2 separate regions of the Mus musculus genome follow, and region 2 is linked to region 1. The links are chromatin contacts, called in public ChIA-PET maps. All regions are on one chromosome and are shown on one strand. Each heading gives the region's core, a stretch centred on a gene start, on an enhancer-like site or on the middle of the called end of the contact. The rest is flanking DNA. Distances are from core to core; before and after follow the strand shown. Region 1 holds the start of Gsk3a (glycogen synthase kinase 3 alpha). Region 2 holds the start of Dmac2 (distal membrane arm assembly complex 2).

What was found. ChIA-PET counts read pairs in DNA pulled down with a chosen protein or histone mark.
Region 2: an RNA polymerase II ChIA-PET map of memory CD8 T cells shows a contact between it and region 1, with 37 read pairs. The contact joins the promoter of Dmac2 here to the promoter of Gsk3a in region 1. A contact is called at or near these places in 8 of 39 promoter capture datasets (the 3T3-L1 cell line, 3T3-L1-derived adipocytes, hippocampal neurons and 4 more), 5 of 484 Hi-C or Micro-C datasets (B cells, Sertoli cells, cardiomyocytes and 2 more), 5 of 115 datasets of contacts at active chromatin or transcription factors (craniofacial prominence, embryonic forebrain, memory CD8 T cells and 2 more) and 4 of 9 other capture datasets (adipose tissue, liver, macrophages and 1 more).

What each region holds. Positions count from the first base shown.
Region 1 is chr7:25,236,472-25,239,171 of GRCm38.p6, reverse strand. Gsk3a (glycogen synthase kinase 3 alpha) reads left to right here and starts at 1,321. Exons shown (of 11, transcript NM_001031667.1): 1 at 1,321-1,794. The coding sequence starts at 1,512.
Region 2 is chr7:25,618,099-25,620,798 of GRCm38.p6, reverse strand. It overlaps Dmac2 (distal membrane arm assembly complex 2), which reads right to left and starts at 1,385. Exons shown (of 6, transcript NM_001290487.1): 1 at 1,339-1,385. The coding sequence starts at 1,356. Gm38969 (a long non-coding RNA gene) reads left to right here and starts at 1,138. Exons shown (of 2, transcript XR_881901.3): 1 at 1,138-1,364; 2 at 1,814-2,131.

The sequences.
Region 1 (2,700 bases), core at 72-2,571:
GCTGACAGCATTTTGACCTCTGTCTCTGCGCCCCCCCCCCAGCCCCCAGTTTCCTACTTTGGTGCGACTTTTCCCGGGTATTAATTGATTAACAGGAGACTCGACATACTCAAGAAAGCTGAAACTCCTTCGTGTAGTCGGCTCCCTTCATTCAGATTATCTAGAATCCTGTAATCTAGGAAGAGGATAGACGCAAAAAATTGGGGGTTCAGGACAGAAATTCTCTCTTTTTTTAAATCCTGCAGCTCATCTTCTTGGTCCTAACCATATTGCTAGGGAAAAAGGTAGACTATCGGAAAACAAATGTTCTGAGGCATAGTCGGGACTGTTTACTGTACTAAATCCGTTGAGAATGTAAGGAGACGTTATTCTCTTCTCTATATGTGGTTGCTTGGGACTACTTTTTCTAGCACTCACTTATCGGTTTAGGTCTTAGACCTAGGGATCAGAGAAGACATTGTAACACATTATAGTCTCCCTTGGGAACAATTGTCCTTAACCTTTCACCTACACTCTCAGCCACAGTACTCCCTTTGGACTACAGCTCCCACGAAGCCCCAGAGCCTAGCTTCACGAAGAGTCAGAGTCTACTGTGGATTATTCCCAGCATGCTTCTGGTTGCTGGTAGCTCTCATCAGCCTCGTCAATGGTGAGGCAATATTGAACTTCATTTCCCAGAAGACACCAGGCTCATTGAAGCGACGCGCATAACTCTTGGTGTCGACTACATTTCCCGGAAGGAACTGCGACGCTGCTAGCTGGCCTGAGAGAGCGCGATGCCTATTCTACTTCCTATCAGTTCCTTCCAGTTACAGTATCTACTTAAGGTTTGAGGAGCATCTGAGACTTCATTTCCTATAGTGCTTTATCAACCATTCTACACCTGCAATGCGGTGAGGGCGTGGTGATGACTCCATTTCCCAGTGTGCTTCACAGCCAGAGTACTAAGTATTCACGGGTGCGGACTCGATTTCCCAGAATGCACGCGGTGCAGGAAGTCACCGATGGCCCACAGATTGGGTGGGTGGCTGGACTCCATTTCCCGGCGTGCATCATTCTTGGATGCTGCTCAGTATTGGAGTGGCTAAGATTTCGTTTCTGAGATACTCTAAGGGACTTGCTTTTTCCTCTGTGTAGTGAGTGTGTGGCTCTGACTGTGTTTTTCAAAGTGCTTCCAAGTTAGCTTTTGGCAGAGTCGGGTGACATTAGCCAGGACTCTATTTCCCGGTGTGCAGCGCGAGCCGTCACACCCCGCCCCCAGCAGTCAGCTACTCTGAGGGTTTGAGAACTCCATTTCCCAGAGTGCTGTGCGGGTCGAGGGTGGTGACAACGAAGCCGACGGCAGAGGGACTTCATCTCCCGGCGTGCCCCGCGGCGGGCGCTGGGCCGGAGCCGGAGCCCGAACGGCGCGGCCTGGAAGAGGCCGGAGCCCAGGGGAGGCGGCGGCAGAGGCAGCGGCGGGGGCAGCCCAGGCAGCCCGAGCCCCGCGGCCTGGGCCTGCGCTCGGCGCCATGAGCGGCGGCGGGCCTTCGGGAGGCGGCCCTGGGGGCTCGGGCCGGGCGCGGACCAGCTCGTTCGCGGAGCCAGGAGGCGGAGGCGGAGGTGGTGGCGGCGGCCCCGGGGGCTCGGCCTCTGGCCCAGGAGGCACTGGCGGCGGGAAAGCGTCAGTCGGGGCTATGGGTGGGGGCGTGGGAGCCTCGAGCTCCGGGGGTGGCCCCAGCGGCAGCGGCGGAGGAGGCAGCGGTGGCCCCGGCGCGGGCACTAGCTTCCCGCCGCCGGGAGTGAAGCTGGGCCGTGAGTACTTAGGGGCGCCCTGTGGGGTGGTGATCTGGGTTTCCCAAGCGCATCAAACGGCAACCAGATTCTTTCATGTACCCAGAGAGAAGCTCGAGGTCACCGTGCTGCTTTAAGCCAGGATCGGAGCTTTCTGTCTCCGAGATAAAGGAGTTTGAGGGTTTACCATCACTTGGAGTTTAGATTCAGAATTACCAACACCCAAGAAACAGAGGTCACAGGTCCTATTCTTCCAGTTATCAAGGTCTCGAGTACTTGACGACGTTGCCATCCACAGGAGACTAGGATCAGAGGTCATAGTTACTTGCCAATTTGATCTAGGATTGTTGTCCCCTAAGAGACAAGAATATGATTTCTGTCACTATCCTGTATGAAAAGGGGGCTATTCGTTTCCTTCCCATCAAAATTGGTGATTTGGATAGGATATCCTTTAGAAACACCGATTCAGAATTATTAATGTTTCCACAGAAAAGGGCCAGGTTTAAACCATACGGCCTGACATTATCACCTAACCCACTGAAAACGTTTAGACTTGTAGTCAGTCCTCGATGATGGCAGTAAATAATCACTATTGTTTATAGATAAGAATAGCTTGGGAATAAACACAGGCTTCTAAGAAAGCTCATTGTCAGTTTTCTTTTAAAACAAGGTGAGGGAGCAGGGTTCTTTAGCAAAAATGGAGTGGGGGGGCACAGGTCACACCTCTTATAAAATATGGTTTTGAAGTGGCTGGTACTGGCTCTGAAAAAATAAATAGCCATGTGGTAGTATTTTTCAAAATATCCCTCACTGTCCCCCTTGCAAATTGCCTTTGTTGGTAAGTTTCCTAAAGGGAGTGGGTCCCTAAGAGTGGCAACTAGGCTTGCTGCTACTCAGAGACAGGGAATTGGAAACCAAAGCTTTCCT
Region 2 (2,700 bases), core at 136-2,635, 380 kb before region 1:
TTCCTGAGTCTTTTAAATCCTTCTGATACCACTCCCGCCCTAATATGGGGGTGTAGCTCAGGACTAGAGTCTCTGTTTAATATTCATAAGGCACCGTGGTCAGTCCCCAGCATGTCCACGTCCTCAATCCTTAACCTTTGGGATTCAAAACATTTCTCCAAAGTCTTCCATTTAACCAACCATAAATTCATTCTTGAATGCAGCCAGTCTTGGTTTTCTCAGGTTCTTCTAATTTCCCACCAAGTCCTTATTTTTTTTTCCCAAACTACCATTATACTTTCATTTCTCACCAGTTCACTCCTGGGGGTTGGGGTGGTGGTGGTGGAATACGTACGTGCATAGTGTGCATTCAAATGTGTAGGTGTCCTTGCACGAATGTGCCCATGTATGGAGGCCAGCTGTCTTCCTCAATTGCCCCTGGCTTTATAGATCAAGGCAGGGTCTCTCACTTGTACCTGCAGCACCCCAACTCAGGTAGCCCAGCCAGTGGGTTTGCTTGAGGAATCAACTGTCTTTACCTCCAGAGTGCTGGGATTCCAGGTGAGCAGACATGCCCCGCTTCTACCAACTCTGGCCTTCATGCCTCAAGCACATGTGCTTCAATAATGAACCATTTCCCCAGCCCAAATTTTACCCAGTTCTCCCTAGGATTTTGCCAAATGGCTGATTTCTTTGCCATCCTGTCCACGTAACCTTCACCTTTACAGGTAGCGCTGGAAATGGAACCCACGGCAATGAGTACCAACAAAATACTCTACTACTAAATACATTCTCCAGGTTAACGAAGCTCTAGGAATCCCCCTCAGGTTCTTCCTCGGACCTCCAAATTAACTTCCTGGCTCCCGCCTGCACACCCTGTTCTTTGATTTTTGTTTGTTTCCTATTAAGGTTTAGTTATTTATTTACAGGCAGGATTTTACGTTGCCCTGCCTGCCCTCCAACTTGATACACAAAAGGATAACCTTGAACTCCTGATCCTGCTGCCTCCACCTCCCAAATACTGGGATTACAAGATCCTTAAATTCCCCCCAGGAATTTCGCGCAAAAGCATCATTAGTTCTACATCACCTCCAAACCCTTATCCCGTCCTTTCCCCCCAGGAAGAGCTGTCCTACTCCGCTGATTGGCTAAGCCACCCTCATCCCATTGGTTTCTCTATCAAGCGACTCGAGACTCTCTGTGGCCCTCGGCAGCCCCAGACGGCGTCTCCCGAGCGAGGTCCGGCAGGAGACGCTCTGTTTCCGCAGACTTTTGTTTCCCAGGAGGCTGAGAGAGGTCTCGAGAACCGAGCTACAAAGTGAACCATAGTTCCGGGACGCGGACGCTGCGGTCACCTACCGCTCTGGGCGCCGCCATCTTGCCAGGTAACGTAAACAGAAGAGGCAGGACGTTCCCTCCTAACACGTGGTTCAGACACCAAGGGCCACGCGTGTGGCCACGCCCCCTTCTGTTTTAGCCCGCCTTTTAAAGGCGCGCGTGCGGAGGAGACGGTCTTTCCTGTAAAGGATCTACTCCTCCCACTCCACCCCACCCCCGAGTGCGGTCGCAATTCTCTTGCGTTCATTGGTTTTTCAGTTTACACCCGATATCTCTACAGCAGAATCAGTACGACTGATTATGATTTTTTATTTATTGTTATTGTGCGTATACACGCGTGACATTCCGCGGCGCAGGTGTAGAGATGAGCCGAGTCTGGGTCCAGGAAGCGAACTGAGATCCACTGGCTTGCACAGCAAGCACCTTTACCCACGGAGCTACTTTGCTACCCTATTATTAGGTTTTTAAATTTTATTTTCTCTGTGTGTGCATGTAGCTCTACACCACGTGTGTTCAATGCCTTGGAGACCAGACGAGGACGCTGGATCCCTGGAATTGGAGTTGGCAGCCCCCGTGTGTGTGTGCTGAGAATTGAACCCAGATCTTCTGAAGGAGTAGTCAGTGCTCTTAACTGCCACTGAGACGTCTCTCCTCAGCGATGAGGTAGAGGCAGATTAGACTTGAGTATAAGAGACTATCTTTAGTTTGGAGTTCACATCTATACTTATTAAGAGAGTTATTACTTTTACATAAAGTCTCTCATGTATGGTATATTTGCCATGAACTTTTTTCAATTAAAAGCGTATATTTATCATTAATGTGTGTATGTGTTTTATGTATATGAGTGCAGGCACACTTGTGCTGTGGACAGAAGTTTATGAGGTGCTGGGGACTAAACCTCAGACCTCCTTCATGCTAGGCTAGCTCTTTACCAACTGAGCCACATCCACAGCCCTCAGTGTGAACTCTTGGTGGATTCTCTTCATTCATTCATTCATTCATGTTTGCTGAGCACTCGCAGTGGGTGCTGGGGTCGCACTAACAGCCCTTTTCTTAGGTAGTCATCATTCTAGGTAGAAAGACAATAGGTAAGAAATGAACACAAAATTAAAACTAGTGTTTGATAAAAAAAAGTAGGTAAAAACGGGCAATATATTAGGGTGTGGCGGGGTATAGGGCAGCAGTGAAGGTCTGTAGAGCAGGTGCATTTAACTGCAATGAGTGACAGGAGAGTCACCTACCCCAAGGCTTGGATAAAGGTGTTCAGGCAGAGGTAACAGCCTGTACAAAAAGCCTGAGGTCTTTGTCAGCTTGCAGAGAGGTGGAGACTTGACCAGAGTTGGGCAGTAGTGCTGGCTGCCTGGCTGCCCAGCAGGGGTTCAT